5 separate regions of the Gossypium arboreum genome follow, and regions 1, 2, 3 and 5 are each linked to region 4. Evidence: chromatin contacts called from public Hi-C data. All regions are on one chromosome and are shown on one strand. The core of a region is the stretch at or near the end of the contact, and the rest is flanking DNA. Distances in the headings are between cores, read along the strand shown.

Region 1 (2,700 bases), core at 145-2,644, 190 kb after region 4:
TTTTAAGCAAAAAAAAAAAAAATCTTGAATATGAAAGAAAAAATATTTATTATTTCAAAACACTATAAACAAACAAGAAACCAAATGATTTGAAATATAGTACAAGAATGATCTAGTTTCTTAAGCTAGAGATTGAACTTGAATTCCATAACCAAATAGATTATTATGATTTTTAAAAGCTAATTCTAGAACATTTTTCTATTAAGATTGTAGTTAATAAATTTAATTAATGGTTTAGCACATTTTTCTAGGGAGGGAAGGAGGGAGGGAGGGAGGGAGGAGAGAGAGGGAGGGGGAGAGAGAGAGGAGGGAGAGGGAGAGGGGAGGGAGAGAGGAGAGGGGAGAGAGAGGAGGGAGGGAGGGAGAGAGAGAGAGAGAGAGAGAGAGAGAGAGAGAGAGAGAGAGAGAGAGAGAGAGAGAGAGAGAAGGAGAGGGAGGAGAGGGGAGAGAGAGATAGAGAGAGATAGAGAGGGAGAGGGAGAGAGAAAGGAAGAGAGGGAGAGAGAGGAAGAGAGGAGAGAGAGAGAGAGAGAGAGAGAGAGAGAGAGAGAGAGAGAGAGAGAGAGAGAGAGAGAGAGAGAGAGAGAGAGAGAAACCTATAATTAAATCGACACCGGAGGCTCAACTGTGGGTGGAGCAAGCAAGCAAGCTAAGGGACTGGGAGGGGTTGTCGAGTTGAGTGAGGAAGTCAAATCGGCACTGGCAAATAGGCTAAGTATTTTGTTTTAGGGTTTAAATTAAGTAGAGAAAAGATAATGTTAGGCATTTGTTAATGATTACAATAGAGGGGACAAACATGAAAAAAAAGAGGAAAAGATATAGATTGGGGATTTTAAAGGTGAGGGAAAAATGTGAGGTAAAATTGAAACCTTGGGCTAATTTGTTGTTTCACCCATGCCCTGAATCACCTGTTTATTAGAGAATGGCATGCTACCTCTTTCCTATATAAGCCTGTATTCAACACGAGTCATAATGGTTTATTGTAGTCAATCAAATAATAGTTTTGTGATGGGCCCACTGAATTGGACTGTAATGCATTGCTAATTCTCTCCAACTTAACATAATGTAAATGTTTAGCTGTCAAATGTTATAGTTGAAAATTAAAAGGTTGAATTTAGATATAATGTTGGAAACTTAAAAAAAATTATATTTAAATACTTTAATGAAATGTTTAAAAAATAAATATAATGATTAATGATATTTAAATAAATATATTTGTAGATGATATTTAAATAATTAAATACAATAATAAATGAAAAAAATTAACACTTGTGATTTGAGAAAGTTGGCAATGCTTTGGGCTAGAGAACTTAACATGGGCCTCTGAACTTCAAATTCAAATTTATTCATCCGTTTCTGGCCCCAATAAGCTCAGAACTACAGCCGGACTCATCAAATCAATGGATTAAAGAAGCTGGTGACATTGGAATTAATGGATCTCAATGGGAAAGATTTCTAAAACCCTAGGTCTCTCACACTAAGTTGCTATTAAGGCCATTTTCCCTCACTAGGCACTGCCTTCCCCCTCGTATCAGCTTCACAGGCCATGGTATCTCTTTCCTCTCCCAAACCCTCACTCAGAGCCATATCTTTATTTTTCTAATATTTTTTTGAACCTTGTTCTTTTCTTTGCAATTTCAGGGTATCGACTTGGTCGCCGGCGGCAAGAGCAAGAAGACGAAGAGAACTGCTCCCAAGTCCGATGATATCTACCTCAAACTCATCGTCAAGGTTCCTGCTCTGTTCCAGTCGTTTCATTGTGCTTTTGTTTTTTTTTTTTTTGGTTTAATGAAGGAAATTTGAATGTTTTTAAATGTGTTTGCATCCATTATCAGCTTTACCGATTTCTGGTAAGAAGGACTGGCAGCAAATTCAATGCTGTGATTTTGAAGCGTCTTTTTATGTGCAAAGTGAACAAGCCTCCTCTGTCTCTATCCAGATTGATTGAATTCATGAAGGGCAAGGTGACTCACTTTTCTTTTGAATTTGTTTCTAAGGTTTTTCCAATTTCTAATTTAAATTATTGTGTGATGAGTGATTGATCTTATTATTGGTTTGATCAAGTAGGAGGATAAGATTGCAGTGGTAGTTGGAACTGTCACCGATGACATTCGTATATATGAAGTTCCCGCTCTGAAGGTTACTGCATTAAGGTTCACTAAGACAGCGAGGGCGAGAATTGACAAGGCTGGTGGGGAATGTTTAACGTTTGACCAACTTGCTCTTCGAGCACCTCTTGGACAGAACACGGTATGCTTTATCATACAAATCTTTTACTTCAGTTGCCTGGATTCTGCAATTGTTTACTAGTCATCTCGAAACTGAAATTATCTGGTTGTTGTTTGGAATTGCTGACTTGTTTTTGCTAGCTTTGGAATGTCATATATTAATCATTTTTTGGTAGGAAGGATTGATGATAAAACTTGGTTTGAATTGTATGAATGGGCGAAGTTCTAATAGCTCAAATCATACTAAGTTTTGAGTTTTGGGCTTCTGTGTTGTATAGATAAAAGTGTTCCTCCTCCTGTCTTCCTGCAGTGGTCAATTGAGTATTTCACTGTATGATTATGGCAGTTCTAAAGTGCAGGTGTAGGTTCGCCTTAACAAAGTAAATTATATCTTATTTTGTGCAATCCACCTTTGTGAAATACTTTCATTTCAAAAGATTATACTCTTTGAATTATGTCTTTCATATCATTT
Region 2 (2,700 bases), core at 55-2,554, 170 kb before region 4:
TCATTCCACATCCAAATACAAACCCACATATATTAAATTTTATTCAATTTAGTCCCTAAACTCAGGATAAACATAACTTCGATTTCTAGCATCAGATTAAAATTTGATTTCATATATTTTCATTAGGGACCTTATATTTTCTATTTATAACATAATTTCATGATAGATTTTACATTTATTCAATTTGGTTCCCAATGTAACAAACTTAACAAACAAGATAAATTAACTTTACAATTTAGTCCTTTTAATAATCTAAGCTTAAAATCTATCAATTTCAAACCTAATTCCTCAATTAATCAACAATGAAAGCTTTCCAAAACTTTATCAATTTACCAAATTGGTACATAAGCTAGTTAAATCAAGCTTCCATGATCACAAGTCTATAAAAATTGCAAGAAAATGGCTTGATTTCACTTACCAAATTAATGGCTGAATACCTACAATTTTGAAAGCTTTCGTTTGGTTTTTCTTTCTTATTTGGACGGTAGATAAATGAAATGAAGGAGATGATACTATTTTCTCCTCTAGTTTTAACTTATATAGTTAATTAAAATTAATTAATTTGATTTAATTAAATATAATCAACTTTAATTTCTAATTAAGCTTAATGGTTTCTCACATAATCATCCACCATCAACAATTTAAAAATGGTTTAATTACCATTTTGGACCTTTGTTTAATTTCTATTTAGGTCCTCAAATCTTGTGTTAATTAAAATTTAATAACAATTAAATTTTTATAATTTAGTCCTTGAGGCTTAATTAATCACATTTTCGGTTAAATTGCTCAGTCAAACTTCAACATATTTTTATAATAACCCCGAAAATATTTTTATTTAATATTTACGGACGCGGTTTATGAAAATTAGGTTTTGAAATCGCATTTTCTCACACCATTGAATTTCGAGTTGTTATAGGAACCGAACCGAATTCTATTTTTATTTAATATAAAATAATTTAAAATTTTATTATATAAAATAAATATTTTTATTTAAAATAGTGAAAATAATTTAAAATTTTGTTAAATAATATTCAAAAGTTATAAAATAAAATATGTTTTGTCAAAATAAGTCTAAAAATTTAAAACAAAAAATTAATATGAAAAAAGTCAAAAACTAAATCAAGAGGAACCAAATTATAATAGATGATTCATAAAATATAAAAAAATTCGACCCTACCAAACCGATATCACGTTTACTATTAGAATTAATTACACAATTTAAAATCCAGGTTCATTCACTGAATAATTTGGGCCATAAGAATTGACTTTACATTGGATGGTCGCATCAGTATCCGTTTTTTCATTTAAGCAGAGAAAGGCCGAAACCTTAGGCAAGCTAAAAAGCCCAACTCTAACACTCCAAAACTGAAAAACCCTAGTGTGGAATCCATATATTCTTTACCCTCTGCACCAAGCATTTGTGACATCGCCGTCTTCAATAACGAAGATACAGTGCTAAGGTACTCTCTCTCTCTTCGCTCTCCCTCTATTACTGCTGTTAGTCTTAGTCTTTCTCTTGTTTTTCTTTTTAATTGATTTGACCAAGTGAAAACGCAGTGAGTTGGTGTGAGGATGAGTCGTGGTGCAGCAGCTGGAGCTAAGGGAAAGAAGAAGGGAGCCTCCTTCACCATCGACTGTGCGAAGCCGGTTGAGGATAAGATCATGGACATCGCTTCTTTGGAGAAGTTTCTTCAGGAAAGGATCAAGGTTGGTGGCAAAGCCGGTGCTCTAGGTGACTCCGTCACTGTCACCCGCGACAAGACCCGTATCACCGTTACCTCTGACTCCAACTTCTCTAAGCGGTACTTTCTCCATTTCTCTTTTGATCTTTTGGTTGTATTATTTGAACCACTCGTATATATAGATCTTAAAGTTTGTTTGAATCTTAAGCAACCAAAAATGGCAGAAATCTTTTAGATTTAGGGTTAATTTAAGGTCGATGATGACAAGTTTTAAGGCTTGTTTCTCAAAACATTCGCAGTGGCCGCCTGAGAGCTTTCGCCTTCGCCGGGCTTGAGAGCTTCTGCTGCTTTAATCCTTCCTTGGATGTCTGAGGCCTTCCTAGTTGATACTCTCGTCTTTACTTAGTAGGGGAATGGCTTTTTGTTTGCTTTATAATTTTAATTGAATCCTTTTAAAGATATGACAGATAAAGCGTTTTGGTTTATGACCAATGATGACAATTCTTTTGCATTGTTTCTTCCTTGATTGTGTACACTTTTTTCTGTGGTATTTGGTTCTTTGTTTTAAAGGGGAAAGAACCATCTTTTAATTTGAGTTTTGGCTGACGGTTGCTTGGTTTTTAGGTACCTTAAATACTTGACTAAGAAGTACTTGAAGAAGCACAACGTCCGGGATTGGCTTCGGGTGATTGCTTCCAACAAGGACCGTAATGTTTATGAACTCCGCTACTTCAATATTGCTGAGAATGAAGGGGAAGAGGAAGAATGAGCAATCAGTTCAGTTACTTTTCTCTGTTACCTATCTGGTTTATTAGTTCAGAGGAAACTTGTTTGTGTCAAATCGTTGGACTTGTTTGGGTTTGCTTTTTGACCCTTGGCTTTATTTTCAATGAAGTTTTGGTTGCTGATAGTTAAAATTTTTTGTTTATGTATTAATATATTAGATTCTATAAAAGAAGGATGCATATTTCTTTTCATGAGTTGATTGTTTAGAGCTCTCATTTCACTGATATGCTCA
Region 3 (2,700 bases), core at 6-2,505, 150 kb after region 4:
AAAAGACTAGAAAAACATCAACCTGCCTGTGTTGTACTCATACCCGATATTTGATGCTTAGCCACGAATCTTATCAACATAGCTTAATAGTTACAGGAAATCACTGTTCCGAAATTGTTTAGAGTACACGATCTTGTGAATAACTTCTATAGTAGAATGCAGAATAACAGGATGGGGATCTGTTTAACATGGTCTTAGCATTCTAAACTATCTGGCTCGTAGCATTAATAAGGGTTGCACTAATGTTTTAACCTATTCTACATTATCTTGCTTTATCTTGCTCATATCACTAACGTGTGGTTGATCAGTTCTTCCCTAAACCAAGCATTTAAAGGATGAAACCAATACCAACCACATAAACAGCAACAAATAAATATGAGTTCAAGGTCTAAACCCATTAAAAAAGTTGAGTCCATCAATTTCGATTAACTAAAAACCCAATTCAATTTAAACCAAGGTTCATCCAAATCCGTTTTTCATGAACCTCTGTAGTTAATTTATTCTACCCCCACAAATTCCTCTAAATTGAAGGAAAAGAAGACTTAATTCTAAGTTTGCTTACTTTCCCATTACTATTAGCGCAATCCAATCCGCAGCCGCACTGTGGGCACTCGTAAAAGTTGTCAATAGGAAAGCTAGCAGATGCAATCCCCACCGAAAATTCCAGCTCATCTTCATCTCTAACAACCTCCACGATGTTGAGCCATAAAAACAGGATCTTGACACTGATTCCACTCAGGTTTTTGAGCCTGTTGTTGGAGATGATCCCGCTGATCGTGGATTTGTATTTGAGTTGATAAGACCCTTCCAGTGAGAAGCTACACGAACCCTCTAAGTAGGCATGGAACCGACCGGTGGATTCATCTAATTTGTACTTTAAGACGCCTTGGGGGAGAAGCCCAACGGGGAAGTTGTAGCCTTGGAGGACTTCGTAGGGTGAAAGGGAGTCGCCGGTGAGGTTGAGGGGGGATGACGTGGCCAGTGGGGTGTGGAGGAAGAGGAGGAGGAGGGCGGCTGTGAAAGTGGCGGTGGGCGGAAGGAAAGCCATTGCTTTGTTTGGGTTAGGCAGCGAAAGAGGACAGTGGAGGAAGATGAGGGGAAAGGAGATGCCTTGTTACCGAGTGCGTGTCGGGGGGTTGGCCGCTTTGGTTAATGAGTGATGAGTGATGAGTAATGATTGACTTTAAGGGAGGAAAGGGCCACATGGTATTTGGCTGTCTTGGAGCACGTTGTTAACCGGAAATGAGACAAATCGGGACGCAAATTTCTAAAGCGGTGAGTAAGCTATTATTCTTTGTGTACGCTTAACAGGGTTAATTGGCTAATTATATTAATCATTTAATAATCAATATTATATTAATCAAATTTTTAAGTCCATTTTACATTTAAAATACATCATGTATTACTACATTATTTAATATGTAAAAAAATTCTTTTAGTATCTATCTTTAATAGACCTACAAAATATCGATGATTAATTATTAGACTTACTCCAACAGATCGTTGAGAAATAAAATAAAATAAATCCTTTTAAATTTTAATGATACGCCCTTTTCATATTTTAGATTCAATTTGTTTATAAAATGAGTAGAATTTAATTTGTGTGTTTTCAATGTGCTTCATTGTAGCATTTAATAAACAAATTAATAATTAGTCTTATAGAAAGATTTAATTGATACAATATTAATATTTTAATAATTCAATTATAATATTTTAAAGTTTAAGAATTCATTTAAAATTTGAATGATAGTTTGAAAACCTTTTATAGAATTAACCCTTAAAAACATTTTTTTCAAAATAATTTATATTTCGTTGATTTACATTTTATTTATTTATCAATTATTAGAGAATAAAATAACACCATCTTCAAAATCACGAGGTGAATTGCATGGTATATTAGTTGTAAACGATGTCTCAATATTTCTCACTTTATTTACTAATGACAATTTTTTGCTCTTTTGGGCCACTGATTCTGAATGTACAGTGGTAAGGAGATACTCTGTGAGACGACGTCAGGACTAGCAATTAACTTTGTAAAGTCAGGAATCATGTTTAGTTCAAACACTAGTGGCACCATTCAAGATTCAGTTAAATCTATGTTGGGCATTAATAGCCCTATTGATCATGAGCGTTATCTCGAGCTTCCTTCGTTGGTGGGTCGTAACAAGTGGCAAGCCTTTGCTTTTATCAAGAAGCATATTAGTAAATGCATTTTTCATTGGCAAAATAAGTTATTGTCTTGGGTAGGTAAAAAGGTCTTGATAAAGAATGTTACTCAATGTGTTCTCGTGTACAACATGAGTGTGTTTTTGTTGCTTGTGCCTTTATGTGCTAAGTTGCATAGAATGTTGAACTTGTTCTGGTGGGGGTTCTAGTTGAAATTGTCGTAAAGGAGTTCACTGGACGATGTGGGATCGTCTATGCGTCCCTAAGAAGTGGTGCGGCATAGGATTTATAGACTTTTATTGTTTTACCTTGGCGTTATTGGGAAAGCAGGTTGTGGATTGGTTTCAAATGCAAATAGTTTAGTTAGTCATTTCTTTAAGGCTAAATATTTTTCCAGTTGTAGTCTTTTTGAAGCTGATGAGGTTACCAATTAATCTTTTATTTGACAAAGTTTAATTGTTACACGTCATATTGTGCATATCGAAATTCAATAGAGAGTTGGTAATGGGTGTGATATTAGAGTTTATCATGATT
Region 4 (2,710 bases), core at 26-2,525:
ATTTATAATGCATCTAAATGGGCATGTCAAATTGATCAGCAACATCTCAATAGTAAGACATGCAAAATTAGAAGGCAGGTCTAAAAAACTCAAGGCTATAAATCCAAGTAGAAGTAAAGAATCTATTATTAACAACATTTGTAGCAATACTAATTGCATGCACATACATAGACAATGGCATGCAACAACACCGATATTACTTGCTCAATTGTTAGCGTTTCTAACCAAAGGTGAAAGAAAAAGTGGAAAGTACCCTTTTCGTCATGCCTCTTTCGCTTCTCTCGGGGGACAAAAGAGCCATCTGCTTTTGCTATTATGTCAGATTTAGTCTTTGCATATTGTATTCTCTGCAAATAATTGCACATTACATACATTATTCACAGTAGCAAAGGTTTTAATGCTTTATGGAAGCAGAGAACACAGTTAACATGAATCACCGGAATACAAAGAAAATCCACTTAGGTGTCCATAAATACTTCATATACTTCTGATTTTTTATTTTATTTTTACTTTCGACATAGTAAAAGAAACCCAGTCATTTGATGCATTTTCCACTAACAACAAAAGGCTAACAAACCAATATAGTCAAATATAAAAGAAGAATCTGAACAAAGAAATCAATTGAAAACCCAGAAGAAACAAAATTGTCGAATATGCAGAGGTAGAAAAAATTCGAAAAAAAAAAAATACTGCGTATACCATTTCCTTGTCGTAAAAAGGAAAGCCCTGCATTCGCCCAAGAGCATTGGTAGCGGAGGTAACATCCTCGAAAATAACCCAAGCTTGACCTTTATGTTTCAGAGTTTTAAATGCTAACACATCCAATATCTTCCCAAATTGTGAAAAGACTGCGTGCAACGATTTCTTCAACTCTGCAAACATCATTCAAGGAAAAAAAAAGTAAGAAGAAAAAATCAATGTAAATCCATTTTAATTTGAATAAAGAATTGAAATAAGTACGGTCGATTTTGATCTTCTCGTTGAGATTGTTGATGTATAATGTCATATTGGGAGGAATTTCTTCATCCTGACTAATCTCCGCCATGTTTCCCCCTGGCTCAAGCTCTAACCACAATCAAGCAGCAATGAATGAGTGAGACGAGCAAAATGGAGGTTTAACTTGGGTTTTTTTTTTTTAGGGTCAAACTGCCCTAATCGGTTGCAGAAGAGTTGACAGGGAAGATCCGGAAAGGTTGAGATAAGATTGGGCTGAGATGGATCACTTTTCCTCGATTAGGGCCAATGGCCATGCTCTTTGGGTATTTGGGCAGGGTTCGCTTTGACAGTAACCATTAAAATGATAGATACGAGAATCATCTACTAATCTCTAAGATTAAGATACCAACATAATAAGCATGTCCAAGTCTCATCCCAAATTAGGATCCACAAATCTCTGTAGGAATAAGTCTGGAAAGTCAATTTTTTGAGTAATTTCATAGATTTTACATCAATTCATTATCAAATCAAAAGCTTTATTTTTTCCTTTCAAGCTAAATGATTTTTTATTCTAATATTTAATTAATTTTTAAAAAAGTATGCTATTATTTGCAATGATTCGTTAAAAATAACGTTTTTAATTTAAATTATTGAGTATAATTAAAATGCATTAATTTATTGATTCAAATATCACGATGAAAAATTTTCAAATGATAATTAAAATATTTTAAATAAATGTCACGTATAATATAATTTTATTATATGTAATTAATGTAAAGTAATATTTTTTTCAAATTAGTAACTAATTAACTTTGATGTTTTAACAAGTAATTATTCTATTTGATATCAATAAAATATAAATTTAGAAATAAGATAAAAGGTGAGAAGTTTCGTAATCAAACTCGTGTTTATATGTGTAAGTTTGTTGGCCCTAAAATCTTGATTGTTGGGGATACTTCTAGGCAAGATTACCAAATATTGATAGGTAGTTGTTAGGTCAAGTGTTCTCTGATTAGCTGCTAAATAAGTTGAATGCCTTGGTCTAATAAATATTGGATCATGCTTAACTTATAATATGATATAACAATGTGAAAAATAATTAATTTGATATATTAATACTACAAAACAAAATTAAATATGGTAAAAGGATTATAGAGGTAGTGGATATCAATAAAAATAAAGATAAATTTGGATATTCATGTAAGAATAGTGGACTAAAGTGGATAAGACAATTATCAATACGTCATTCAATTGCAATCTCTATTCAAGTGTTTTGAGATTTTGATAAAATGGATTAAATTTGGGTAAGGCAAAGTGGAGTAGCTGGCAACATTATGATTTTTTTTTATTGAGTTGGTGTTATTCATTAATAAAATTTAATTTAGTTAGAGAATTATTTAAAAAATTATCTTATTTCCAAAGTAAATTATATGATTGTGAGAGTATTTTTGTCTTTTATATAAATCAATAAAAATTATCCATAATGATATTTGAACTATGGACACTATACATATAAAACTTTTTCATTTACCATTTGAACTGAAATAATTTTTAATTTTTATTTGAAACTTTAATAAGTGTGTTTAGTACCAATAAAGGCTCATTTCCGAAATTATTTACAGAAATGGGCTATTTTTAAAAATAGTAACGGGTATGGACCGAAAAATACAAAAATACGTTGACATGGACGCATTTTTAGGAGATAACCCAGAAAAACGCTTCCACGTCAGCGCTTTTTTCCTTGTGTCAAGCACAAGCGCTTTGACGTGGACGC
Region 5 (2,700 bases), core at 118-2,617, 260 kb before region 4:
ACTTGTATACAAATAAATTTTTAAATTTGGATTTACGTGTAATTACTCTAATTCTCATCTCCATTAAAATTAAAAATTATAATGGGAATACAACAATTACACTCAACTTGATAGAATAGTTATCTAAACGTATCATCATTGTGTAATTATGAACAATTACATCCAAATTAAATTATTAGGTGGTTTTTTAGATACTACCAATGTAGTATAATTATGTAGGAGTTTGGGATGGAATTTATGGTGTTAGCCAACAAAGATTATCGTTTTTCGAGGAAGTATTTATGTATAAAATTTGATTTCTTTTAGGTTGCTTCCTATCTAAAATCTATTACTTGGTGTAAAACTTGACACCAACTCATTGAGATTTAAAACATAGAAAAAGAAAGTATGGGAGGCACGTGCAGGGAGGAAAGTCAACGTCGCTTAAGATGTGGGCGCCAACGACCTTGCAAATGAGAAGGAAAGGCAGCAGCCACCCAACTCTAATTAAGGATGAATTGTGAAGTGAACATAGTATTTACCTATTTCTCTTGTCTTTGATCTAAAACGTGCAAATCCCTTGTCGTTTAGAAGAAAAAAAAAATTAACAAGAATAAGGGAAAACGTAATCATTTGGCATAACCACCTACGCAAGAAAAATGGACATCCTCTCTTCACCAAATTTATATGCCCATTCCTTCATTTCATTTCATTTCATTTTCATACTCAAATTCCAATTTATACTAATTCAAACCCCTCATTCGCATGCTTCATAACTAATCTCATTTTTAACCATGTGTTGTATTTATTATGTATAATGTCACGTCTACATGTTTTAACTAATTTAATCATTATTCTTTTAAGCTGCATTTAATCTTTAACCTTTTAAAAGAATTTTATGAACTTTTATAATTTTTTAAAATTATGAATTTATTTGTGTTGTTAATATTTTCTAACTTTTAAATTATTTGTATATATGGTATATAAGTTAAATAGTGTCATATCAACATGAAATAAACACAAATTATCATGCAAGTTGTCATGACAACATCATTAATAATTTATGTTTTAGTTAGCGTTTAGTTTAAAAATAATTTAACTTTTTTAAAAGAAAAGTAATAATAAAATTTAATTAAAAACAATAAATTAGCAAAATTATAAACATTAAGACATAAAATTATCTACCAATATACACACGTTAAAAGCAATAAATGGCGGAACTTTAGTGAAGAATATTTGGTTGAATGTGGAGAAAAACAAAAATATTTTAAACATACCAAAATTTGGGTAGATTTTGTAATAAGCCCAGAAATGACGGACCGTTTTGGTAATAAAAGTTCCTTTAAAATTTGTCCACATTACGGTACCTTTTTAATTTTCAAACTAAAATAGCTTTGAAAAAGTAAGGCCATTTCCGTAATGTCATACCTTTCCTAAACCCTTATTTATATTTATTCTCCTCCTTTATTCTTCAGGCCAGAATTGAGAATTCCCTGTTTTCATTTCTTGTTTAACACCACCACCTCCATTCCAACTCAGCTTCTACACGCCGGCTACTCACTTCAACAAATTCTTTTGAATTATTTCTTACGAATCGAGTTTGATTTTCTTGGAAGTCGAAAATACGATGGGGTCGGAGCTGATTTATAGAGGCTCTGAGACCCAGCCTTCTTCAGATTCATATTCGCCCAAACCCGTAAAACCATGGGCCTCCGTCACCCGCCCCATCCATTACCTCCTCCGTGAACAACGCCTCCTCTTCGTCTTCATCGGCATTGCGATCGCCACCCTGATTTTCACCGTCTTCCCAACTTCACCCGCTCCGTACGTCGCTCCTCATAGCCGCTTCACCACCCTGATCCCCGATTCCATCACCTACTTCCCCATCGAGACCCAACAGAAGTTCTCCTCCGCGCACCGCCTCGGGTTCGGGTCGGCCAACCCGACAGGCAAGATCCCGTTGGGGCTGAAGCGGAAAGGTTTAAGAATCGTGGTAACGGGCGGAGCCGGGTTCGTGGGATCCCACCTCGTGGACCGTCTGATTGCCAGAGGAGACAGCGTGATCGTCGTTGATAATTTCTTCACCGGAAGGAAACAGAACGTGATGCACCACTTCGGCAACCCCAACTTCGAGCTTATCCGACACGACGTCGTTGAACCGTTGCTGTTGGAAGTTGACCAAATCTATCATCTCGCTTGCCCAGCTTCCCCAGTTCATTACAAATTCAATCCCGTGAAAACTATCATATCCTTTATATTGCTTCAAAATATTATTACTGGTTTACTGCAAGCATGTTAATTGTTTTGTTTCTTTAACCAAACCATGTGTTTTGCACAAGACAAATGTGGTGGGAACATTGAACATGTTAGGCCTGGCAAAAAGAGTAGGTGCTAGGTTCTTGTTGACCAGTACAAGCGAAGTCTATGGAGATCCACTGCAACATCCTCAGAAAGAAACTTATTGGGGCAACGTCAATCCCATCGGTTAGCCATCAAAAGCTTATGTTTTTCACATCAAATGGTAGGCATGTTGGGGACATTTATGTAAAGTGAGATTTAATGTTAAAGTTCAGATCTAGGTGTAGTTTAGACGCGTGTCTCTGACAGAACCTTTCCGAGCTTACAATTTTTCAAAAGTTTGTAATGAAAATATGGGACAGGTGTCCGAAGCTGTTACGATGAGGGAAAGCGTACTGCTGAAACGTTGACCATGGACTATCA

The links. A called contact is a pair of places that touch in the nucleus more often than the background predicts.
Region 1: a contact with region 4 is called in a Hi-C map of leaf, with 4 times the contacts expected there. The contact joins the promoter of LOC108489395 here to the promoter of LOC108458077 in region 4. A contact is called at or near these places in 2 of 5 Hi-C or Micro-C datasets (both in leaf).
Region 2: a Hi-C map of leaf shows a contact between it and region 4, with 3 times the contacts expected there. The contact joins the promoter of LOC108457828 here to the promoter of LOC108458077 in region 4. A contact is called at or near these places in 2 of 5 Hi-C or Micro-C datasets (both in leaf).
Region 3: a Hi-C map of leaf shows a contact between it and region 4, with 4 times the contacts expected there. The contact joins the promoter of LOC108487056 here to the promoter of LOC108458077 in region 4. A contact is called at or near these places in 2 of 5 Hi-C or Micro-C datasets (both in leaf).
Region 5: a Hi-C map of leaf shows a contact between it and region 4, with 2.5 times the contacts expected there. The contact joins the promoter of LOC108460493 here to the promoter of LOC108458077 in region 4. A contact is called at or near these places in 2 of 5 Hi-C or Micro-C datasets (both in leaf).

Annotation. Positions count from the first base shown.
Region 1 is chr8:124,295,551-124,298,250 of ASM2569848v2, reverse strand. LOC108489395 (60S ribosomal protein L18-2-like) reads left to right here and starts at 1,394. Exons shown (of 5, transcript XM_017793927.2): 1 at 1,394-1,549; 2 at 1,642-1,731; 3 at 1,836-1,964; 4 at 2,068-2,250. The coding sequence starts at 1,547.
Region 2 is chr8:124,661,242-124,663,941 of ASM2569848v2, reverse strand. LOC108457828 (60S ribosomal protein L22-2) reads left to right here and starts at 1,304. Exons shown (of 3, transcript XM_017756987.2): 1 at 1,304-1,460; 2 at 1,558-1,802; 3 at 2,307-2,599. The coding sequence starts at 1,573. The coding sequence ends at 2,451. LOC128280015 (small nucleolar RNA SNORD14) reads left to right here and starts at 1,935; the gene lies at 1,935-2,058.
Region 3 is chr8:124,334,923-124,337,622 of ASM2569848v2, reverse strand. It overlaps LOC108487056, which reads right to left and starts at 1,255. Exons shown (of 1, transcript XM_017791276.2): 1 at 398-1,255. The coding sequence starts at 1,048. The coding sequence ends at 521.
Region 4 is chr8:124,486,639-124,489,348 of ASM2569848v2, reverse strand. It overlaps LOC108458077 (U1 small nuclear ribonucleoprotein A-like), which reads right to left and starts at 1,275. Exons shown (of 5, transcript XM_017757318.2): 1 at 961-1,275; 2 at 700-872; 3 at 254-347. The coding sequence starts at 1,045.
Region 5 is chr8:124,742,297-124,744,996 of ASM2569848v2, reverse strand. LOC108460493 (UDP-glucuronic acid decarboxylase 2-like) reads left to right here and starts at 1,367. Exons shown (of 7, transcript XM_017760008.2): 1 at 1,367-2,224; 2 at 2,316-2,463; 3 at 2,640-2,700. The coding sequence starts at 1,607.